2 separate regions of the Oryctolagus cuniculus genome follow, and region 2 is linked to region 1. The links are chromatin contacts, called in public Hi-C maps. All regions are on one chromosome and are shown on one strand. The core of a region is the stretch at or near the end of the contact, and the rest is flanking DNA. Distances in the headings are between cores, read along the strand shown. Region 1 overlaps LOC103350759 (a long non-coding RNA gene). Region 2 holds the start of LOC127483174 (polycystin-2-like).

What was found. A called contact is a pair of places that touch in the nucleus more often than the background predicts.
Region 2: a Hi-C map of liver shows a contact between it and region 1, with 6 times the contacts expected there. The contact joins the promoter of LOC127483174 here to the enhancer-like site in region 1. A contact is called at or near these places in 2 of 6 Hi-C or Micro-C datasets (embryonic fibroblasts and liver).

The regions. Positions count from the first base shown.
Region 1 is chr8:77,405,681-77,410,476 of mOryCun1.1, forward strand. The region is part of intron 2 of LOC103350759 (a long non-coding RNA gene); the gene reads right to left. It also overlaps a transcript of LOC100008640 not described here. Among named protein-coding and RNA genes, the nearest start is that of PPM1K, 57 kb to the left of the region's middle. Within about 2 kb of position 3,026, at least 3 of the 8 cell types and tissues checked have an H3K27ac peak or open chromatin away from gene starts, as enhancers often do.
Region 2 is chr8:77,553,590-77,557,702 of mOryCun1.1, forward strand. It overlaps LOC127483174 (polycystin-2-like), which reads right to left and starts at 1,276. Exons shown (of 7, transcript XM_070047874.1): 1 at 1,016-1,276.

The DNA of each region.
Region 1 (4,796 bases), core at 1,776-4,275:
AGTGAACCATGGCGCCGGCCCCACATATGAATACTTTTATACTAAAGAATGTTTACCTACTTGCTATTTCTATACTTACATTATTCAATAGACTTTGGTCTAGTACAATGAGAACAATTTTGTCAAAATTTCAATTGATTTAGGCTTGTGATATAAAGTTGAAATCTTACAAGTTTGGAGAAGACAATGGGATATTTAAAATAACTACCTTTGACCATATTAATTTCAATTTGTTTTGTGACTTATTTTGTTGTTTGAGCACTTGGGAATATTTAGTTTTTAAATTACAAAATGTGACTGTTGGGGTTGGCACTGTGGTATAGCAGGTAAAGCCACTGCCTGCAGTGCCATCATTCCATATGGGCACTGGTTTGAATCCCAGCTGCTCCATTTCTGATCCAGCTCCCTGCTAATGCACCTGGGGAAGCAGCAGAAGATGGCCCAAGTGCTTGGGCCCCTGTACCCATGTAGGAGACCAAGATGAAGCTTCTGGCTCCTGGCTTTGGCCTGGCACAGGCCATTTGTGGAATGAACAAGCAGACTTCCCTCTGCCTCTGCCTATCCCTTCCTGTGACTCTGCCTCTGCCTATCCCTTCCCTCTGCACCCCAAATAAAAAATACCTTTAAAAAAAAAAAAAAAACAGAGAGACGGAATTGAGAGATTCAGCGGCATGATTACGAGATACAGATTGACCATTTGTGTTGCATCCTAGCTGTCTTACAAAAGAAGAGTAGGAAACAGCTTCTAAGTCTCAGGATATGGTGGCCTTGCTTTCCGGGCTCAGATGTTTAGACTTTTTAGTAATGAGAAGAATGAATGGTTTTTCAATAGGTGATGATAGGAAGAAAGAGTTTGGTAGTTCTAGAAATAAGATTATGCTGGCAAGGGCCAATGTTGTGGCCCTTGTAGGTGGGTAAAGCCGCTACCTGCGACACCAGCATCCCATTTGGGCTCCTGTTCATGTCCCAGCTGTCCACTTCCAATCCAGCTCCCTGCTAATGAATGGCCTGGGAAAAGCAGTGGAAGATGGCCCAAGTCCTTGGGCCCCTGCCACCCATGTCAGAGACTTGGATAAAGGCCCTGGCTCCTGGCTTTGGCCTGGACCAGCCCGGGACTTTGCAGTCATCTTGGGAGTGAACCAGTGGATGGAAGTTCTCCCTCTCCCTCTCTGTAACTCTTTCAAATAAAATAAATCTTTCTTAAATTTATTTATTTGAAAGAGTTACACACAGAGAGAGAGAGAGAAAGAGTGAGAGAGAGAGAGGTCTTTCATCTGCTGTTTCACTCCCAATTGGCCGCAAGGGCTGGAGCTGCGCCAATTCGAAGCCAGGAGCCAAAAGCTTCTGCCAGGTCTCCCATACAGGTGCAGGGTCCCAAGGACTTGGGCCATCTTCTACTGCTTTCTCAGGCCATAGCAGAGAGCTGGATCAGAAGTGGAGCAGCTGGGACTTGAACCAGTGCCCATATGAGATGCCGTCACTGCAGGCAGTGGCTTTACCCTCTATACCATAATGCTGGCCCCAAAATAAATAAATCTTAAAAAAAAAAAAAAAAAAAAAAAACTATCCTGGGACAAGGTGTAAGACAGTTCAAGTTGGAGGAGAGAGGGAATGCCATTGGCAGAAAATATAGAAAATGGTCAGATATGTAATGATAAAGGACTAAGAAATGTATGATCAGAGGTTACGAAGAAACAGAATCCCTACACATTACAAAGGAAGAATTGATGGAATTGATAGACTGATAAGAGTATTTTTATGAAAGTGCAAGAGGGCAAGTTTTTAGAATGAAGTATGCCTCCATGAGTCATTCATATTTTTAGTTTTTCTTTTCAACACCAAGTAGGTTGAAATAATTCTATCTGTAGAAAAGTAGTGCAGGGGCTGGTGCCGTGGTGCACTAGGTTAATCCTCCGCCTGCGGCACCGGCATCCCATGTGGGCGCCGGTTTTAGTCCCAGTTGCTTCTCTTCCAGTCTAGCTCTCTGCTGTGGCCTGGCATAGCAGTGGAGGATGGCCCAAGTACTTGGGCCCCTGCACCCGCATGGGAAACCAGGAGGAAGCTCCTGGCTCATGGCTTTGGATTGGCGTAGCTCGGGCCGTTGTGGCCATTTGGAGAGTGAACCAATGGAAGGAATATCTTTCTCTCTGTCTCTCTCTCTCTAACTCTACCTGTCAAATAAATTAAAAATAAATAAATAAATAAATAAAAGTAGTGCAAAAGTTCAGATTCCTTGGGGTCAGCACTGTGCCATTGAGGTTAAAGCCACCACCAATTCACGTCCCGGCTGCTCCACTTCCAGTCTAGCTCTCTGCTATGGCCTGGGAAAGCAGTGGAAGATGGCTCAAGTCCTTGGACCCCTGCATCCCTGTGGGAGACCCGAAGAAGCTCCTGGCTTTAGATCAGTCCAGCTCCAGTTGTTGTGACCATTTGGGAAGTGAACCAGCAGATGGGTGACCTCTCTCTCTCTGCCACTCTGTAACTCTGCCTTTCAAATAAATAAATAAATCTTTTTAAAACAAAAAAAGGAAAGGAAAGAAAAATAAAGTTCGGATCCCTACTTTTTTTGGGAGAGAAAAGATCTTTTGCAAGTCAAAACATAACAGGAATGCATACCCTCCAGGTTTCGTGCTTATGTGCTTTTATGATTAGAATCTTGCTTTTACCAAATGAACCTGTAGAAAGAGTCAAGAGGGGTGATGTGCTGCTGCCGAAGCGATGTGTTGCAACCTGCTAGAGTCTCTGGAAGACCTTCCAGTTGTTACCTAAAGAGAAGGCCCAGGACAAACATGTTTGCCCATTGTACTTCAGAGAAGAGGCTGTCAAGGTCTCTGCCAGGGGACACTGAAGGAAACAGAACTGTAGGAATTCTTTGGACATTTCCTAATGCGTCCCTGTGGGTCGATGTGCTTCAGGAAAAGACCGACAACTCCTGGCCAAGAAGGAAGCAGCTTTAAGGAAGCAATGCCAAGACTACGGACTTGCTATGGTCTTCACTAACTGGGTAACATTGTTCCAGCCAGCCGGATCTTCCTGTTTTAAGGGATATGCAAACATGTTTTGTATTTCACTGGCAGATACTGGAGCAGCTTAGGACCTTGGATTCATGTCTATTTCTATCGAGAACCCACCTACTGCAAATATGAAAGTCAAGTACTACTATTGAAACAAATATTTTTGTTTTTAAATAGCTGTGTATTTATTTTACTTATTTGAAAGGGGAGGGGAGAGAGAAAGATCTCCTGTCTACCAGTTCACCCCTCAAATACTTGCAACAGCCAGAATTGGGCTAGACTGAAGTGAAGATCTAGGAACTAGAACTGAATCCTGGGTCTCTCACCCGGGTGGCAGGGACCCAGGTAGTTGAGACATCATCTGCTACCTCTCAGAGTGCACACTGGCAGGAAGCTAGAATTGGAAGCCGAGCCAGGCCTCAAACCCAGACACTCCAATATGAGATATGGGCATCCTAAGCAGCACGTTAAGCACTATGCCAAACACCTGCCCCTGAAACAATATAAGGGGACTTCAAAAGGGTCATGGAAAATGGAATTAAAAGATTAAAACTTTAGTGGAAAAAAATTTTAAATCCATTCCTGCTCATACTATGGTTGATAAAATCCTTTGGGGGCTGGCGCCATGGCTCACTTGGTTAATCCTCTGCCTGCGGCACCAGCATCCCATATGGGCACCGGGTTGCTCCTCTTCCAGTCCAGCTCACTGCTGTGGCCCGGGAGGGCAGTGGAGGATGGCCTAAGTACTTGGGCCCCTGCACCCACATGGGAGACCAGGAAGAAGCACCTGGCTCCTGGCTTCAGATCGGTGCAGCAGCGCCCATGGTGGCCATTTGGGGGGGGTGAACCAACAGAAGGAAGACCTTTTTCTCTGTCTCTCTCACTGTCTATAACTCTACCTGTCCAAAAAAAAAAAATTCTTTGAACTAGCCAGAATTGTAAATAGCCTGAGGTGGTTTTATTTTTTAAAACTTATTTAAAAGGTAGAATTATAGAGAGGCAGAGTGAGGTCCTCTATCCGCTGGGTCACTCCCCAAATGGCAGCAATGGCCAGAGCTAGGCCGGTCTGAAGTCAGGAGCCTGGAGCTTCTTCCATTCTCCCACGTGGGTATAGGGGCTCAAGCACTTGGGCCATCCTCTGCTGCTTTCTCAGGCACATTAGCAGGGAGCTGGGTCAGAAGAGGAGCTGCTGGAACTTGAACCGGAACCCATATGGGATTGTCAGCACTGCAGGTGGTGGTTTCATCTGCTAAAGACCTCCAAGTATAGGTCATACCCATACCAATTAAATCAGAATCTCTCCCAAGAGACTCTAAATGCTGACAGCTTGAGGACTGGGGCTTCTCAACACTTAACAGTGTATACGAGTCATCTGTGGACCTTGATAAGCATATGCACTGATTCTGAGCATGGGTCTGGAATGGTGCACAAGAGTCTTCATTTATTTTTCTTTTCTTTTCTTTTTTTTTTTTTTTTTTTTGACAGGCAGAGTGGACAGTGAGAGAGAGAGAGAGAGACAGAGAGAAAGGTCTTCCTTTTGCTGTTGGTTCACCCTCCAATGGCCGCCACAGCCGGTGTACTGCTGCCAGCGCATCGCGCTGATCTGAAACCAGGAGCCAGGTGCTTCTCCTGGTCTCCCATGGGGTGCAGGGCCCAAGCACCTGGGCCATCCTCCACTGCACTCCCGGGCCATAGCAGAGAGCTGGTCTGGAAGAGGGGCAACCGGGACAGAATCTGGCACCCTGACCGGGACTAGAACCCAGTGTGCTGGCGCTGCAGGCG
Region 2 (4,113 bases), core at 26-2,525, 150 kb after region 1:
AATCTTCCAAAAAAGTAATAATTTATATAAAAAAAGAGGTTTAACTCCCACCTTTTGGCACTCATACATGTAAGTGAAGAGTTTTCTACTTTGTACTTTCTTTAAAGAAATATTTCACTTATTTGAAAGACAGAGTTAACAGAGAGAGGTTTTTCATCCACTGGTTCATTTCCCCAATGGCGGCAATGTCCAGAGATGATCCAATCCGAAGCCAGGAGCTTCTTCCAGGTCTTCCATGTGGGTGCAGGGGCCCAAGCACTTGGGCCAGCCTCTACTGCTTTCCCAGGCCGTAGCAGAGAGTTGGATCAGAAGTGAAGCAGGCAAGATTCAAATCCGTGCCCATATGGGATGCCAGAGCTGCCGTAGGTATATAGGTGAACATGAATGTATGTTATTGTTCTTGCCAGGTAAATGCAAGCTGTTTTAGTTTTCCTAATCGATAAGAAAGGAAACACTTATTTGATAGGTAAATATCTGCTTTTTAAATTTTATTTAATGAACATAAATTTCCAAAGTACAGCTTATGGATTACAATAGCTTCCCCCCCGCATAACTTCCCTCCCACCCACAACACTCCCCTCCCCCTCTCCCTCTCCCCTTCCATTCACATCAAGATTAATTTTCAATTATCTTCATATACAGAAGATCAATTTAGCATATATTAAGTAACTATTTCAACAGTTTGCACCCACACAGAAACACAAAGTGTAAAATACTATTTGAGTACTAGTTTTATAGCATTAATTAAACACCTAAGAGTAATTGTGTATTAATTACAGAGTTCAACCAATAGTTTTAAGTAGAACATAAAAAATACTAAAAGGGTAAAGTATTAAGTTTTTTTTTTCTTTTTCTTTTTTTTGTTTGTTATATAGTTTTTTTTATTTAATAAATGTGAATTTACAAAGTGTAACTTTTGTATTGTTGTGCCCCCCCACCTCCCTCCCTCCCGTGGCCCTCCCCTTTCCCACTCCCTCTCCCATCCTGCCCTTCATCGAGTTTCATTTTCAATTACCTTCATATACTGAAGATCAACTTAGTATATACTAAGTAAGGATTTCAACAGGCTGTACTCACACAACCACACAAGGTATAGGGTATTGTTCAACTAGTAGTGTTGTTTTTAAGTTTCATAGTAAAACACATTAAGGACAGAGATCCTACGTGGGGAGCATGTACCCAGTGACTCCCATTGTTGATTTAACAATTGGCACTCTTATTTATGACATCAGCAATCACCGAAGACTCTTGCTATGAGCTGTCTAGGCTATGGAAGCCCCTTGAGTTCACCGACTCTGAACTTGTTTAGTCAAGGCCATATCACAGTGGAGGTTCCTTCCTCCCTTCAGAGAAAGGCGCCTCTCTCCTTGAATATCTGCTTATAAGGTACCAGGTGCTATATCAATTTTCTCTTGTAAGATACTGAGATACTAAGATCCTTTAAACAGATTATTTATTTATTTAAATGCAGAGTAACAGAGAAGGGGAAGAGACACAGAGATTTTTCCATCTGCTGATTCACTCCCCAAATGGTTGCAACAGAGAGAGCTGGGCCAGGCCAAAGCCAGGAGCCAGGAACTTCATCCAGGTCTCTCACATGGGGAGCACTTGGGTCATCTTCCACTGCTTTCCCAGGTGCATTATCAGGGAGCTGGATCAGAAGCAATGCAGCCAGGACATAAACTAACCCTCCAGTATGAGATACCAGCATCACAAGCATTGACTTAACCCACTGCACCACAACACCAGTCCCCAAGATACCTCATCTTGAACCACCACTGAGATTGGCATCACCAATTGGTTAGGATTAGAGTAATGTAATGCCCTTCTGTGTGACCCATCTGACTGTCATACCAGCCAACTAGATGAATTAAATTGGAATATCAGTTGAATTACTGCCCCTGTATCCCAGAAGTCCCTGTGGTGGTATTAAATCTACAATTCTCCTGGGAAAGTGGTGCAGATCGAGTAACACTCATCTGAAATGTTTGGTACTGGAAGTGTTTTAGGTTTTGAATTTTTGATCACATTTTGAAATATTTGTTTATACACAATGAAATATCTTAGGGTATACCTTGGTACCCACCTCTAAACATGAAATTAAATTACATTTCAATATACACCTTATACACATAGCCGGATGGCAATTTTATACAATATTTTTAGAGCATCTGTGTTTTAACTGCAACTCAGCCCATATGGTCAGGTATGGAATTTTCCACTTGTGACATCAAATCAATGCTCAAAAAGTTTTGGGTTTTGGAGTATTTTGGATTTCAAATTTTTGTATTAGGAATGCTCAGCCTGTATTATCTCTGGGTTCTTATCTTGGTAGCAAAAAGGCAGGAGTGAGAGGGTAGGTTGGGAGATTGCATTTGATGCTTCCTACCATAACAGCTGGTGCTCCCTGTGGGGGGCAACTGTCAGCCTAAGTCAGACCAAGACTCCATCTGTCTGCTCATTTCCATAACTTGCCACTCTGAATACATCATACAAGTGCCCAGTTAATTTTAAGACCAAAAACCCAATATTTTAAATGAAATAAAAATATGTAAATATATTAAAATTGTACATATTTATAGGATATTATGTGATGCTTTGATACATGTATAGAATAATAATCTTGGATATAAGTATGGCCCATCCAATAGTTTGAAACCAAAATTCCAATTTAGTCAGTATTTTTAGTTGCTAAATCTGGTAATCCTACTACCTGGGAATATTTGGAAAATATTTGTCACAATTAGCGAGTGGAAATGCTTCTGGCATCCAGGATATAGAGACCAGAGATGCTGCTAAACCTCCCATCATACCCAGGATGGCCCCCACAACAAGGAAATGCCCAGCCCAGAATGTCCGTAGTGCACTGGCTTAGTGGAAGATCCCTGGAATACACCTACTGCTATATTGCAAGAACTTTTGTCAGGGGCACCAGGGACTCTCAGACTCTGAACTGACTCAGTTGTGGGTTATTAGGTGGAAGGCACACTGGTAGTTTGGATTGGGTTTCTGCCCTAGCAGACCTAGATTTTATTTCCTGCCTCCCTATGTCAAGCAGCATCATAGGAAGCAGTCAGTTTCTGATTTCTGATTTCTGATTTCTTGGAAGCTCCTTGCCACAGGGCACAGCAGGTTGAGCAGTCTGATTACTGCTCCATCTCTGTGACTTGGGAAAGTGGACCACATTGTCCCTGACACTGACACACTCCCACTTGGCCTTGAACATGCTTGAATTCCCTTATTCCCACTGGGCTAAGTGCATGCATTTCTGCTGTTGTCTTGTCCTCCACTGTTTCTGACCTCAGGGCTCCTCAGGAAGAGCCTGCCTCCCTGATGCATTTTCTATTCTCTCTTAATAGCTCTTCCCACAAGCGTCAAGTTAGTGAGTGGCTGAGGAGGTAGAACATAGTGGACCAGTTCTATTTCCCTGAAGAGTATATTAGGGAATTCCTGGCATTTCAGCCCCATTAACTCTAGACTATTAATGAATCCCAGCTTTCATTAGCCAACCTTGCATATCATTAGCACCACCCCCAGGACTCCCACCAACATGCTAAATTTCAAATTCTGGGAGTGTACCCCAATCATTATCAGTGACTTTGGCTCAGTTAAAACATCTGATTTCCATTGGTCTAACATGCTTGCAATCTGTACCCTTAACTCCTCTTTTGCTGAAACAAGGAGGCAAAAGTGCACAACTCTTTGAGGATAGGGGCTCTCTTCTTCCTAGAGAAGGCCTGCACTGCACTCTCTGAGGTGCTCTGCCACTTATTTGTACTGTAGCAAACCACTCTAAAACCCAGGGGGCCTAATGCCATCATGTATCACTCTGGCTCCTCATTCTGATTGGACTGAGTTTGAAAGAGAATTGGGGAGGGGCTGGAGGAGTGAGTACAGAGGAATTCTTTTGAAGAGGTTTGTTGTAAAAGAGGACACAGCAGTAATTGGCAGGAGACACGGGAGCAGGAGAAATGTTCTTAGAGATGGAATAAACAAATAACAGCATGGGAATGGCCTGGTACAGAGGATATAGAAGAGAAAGGGGAAAATGGCTGTCAATGAGTTGGGAAAGTGAGGATGGAATTTAATGCAAAGCAGAGACAATGTCTTAGG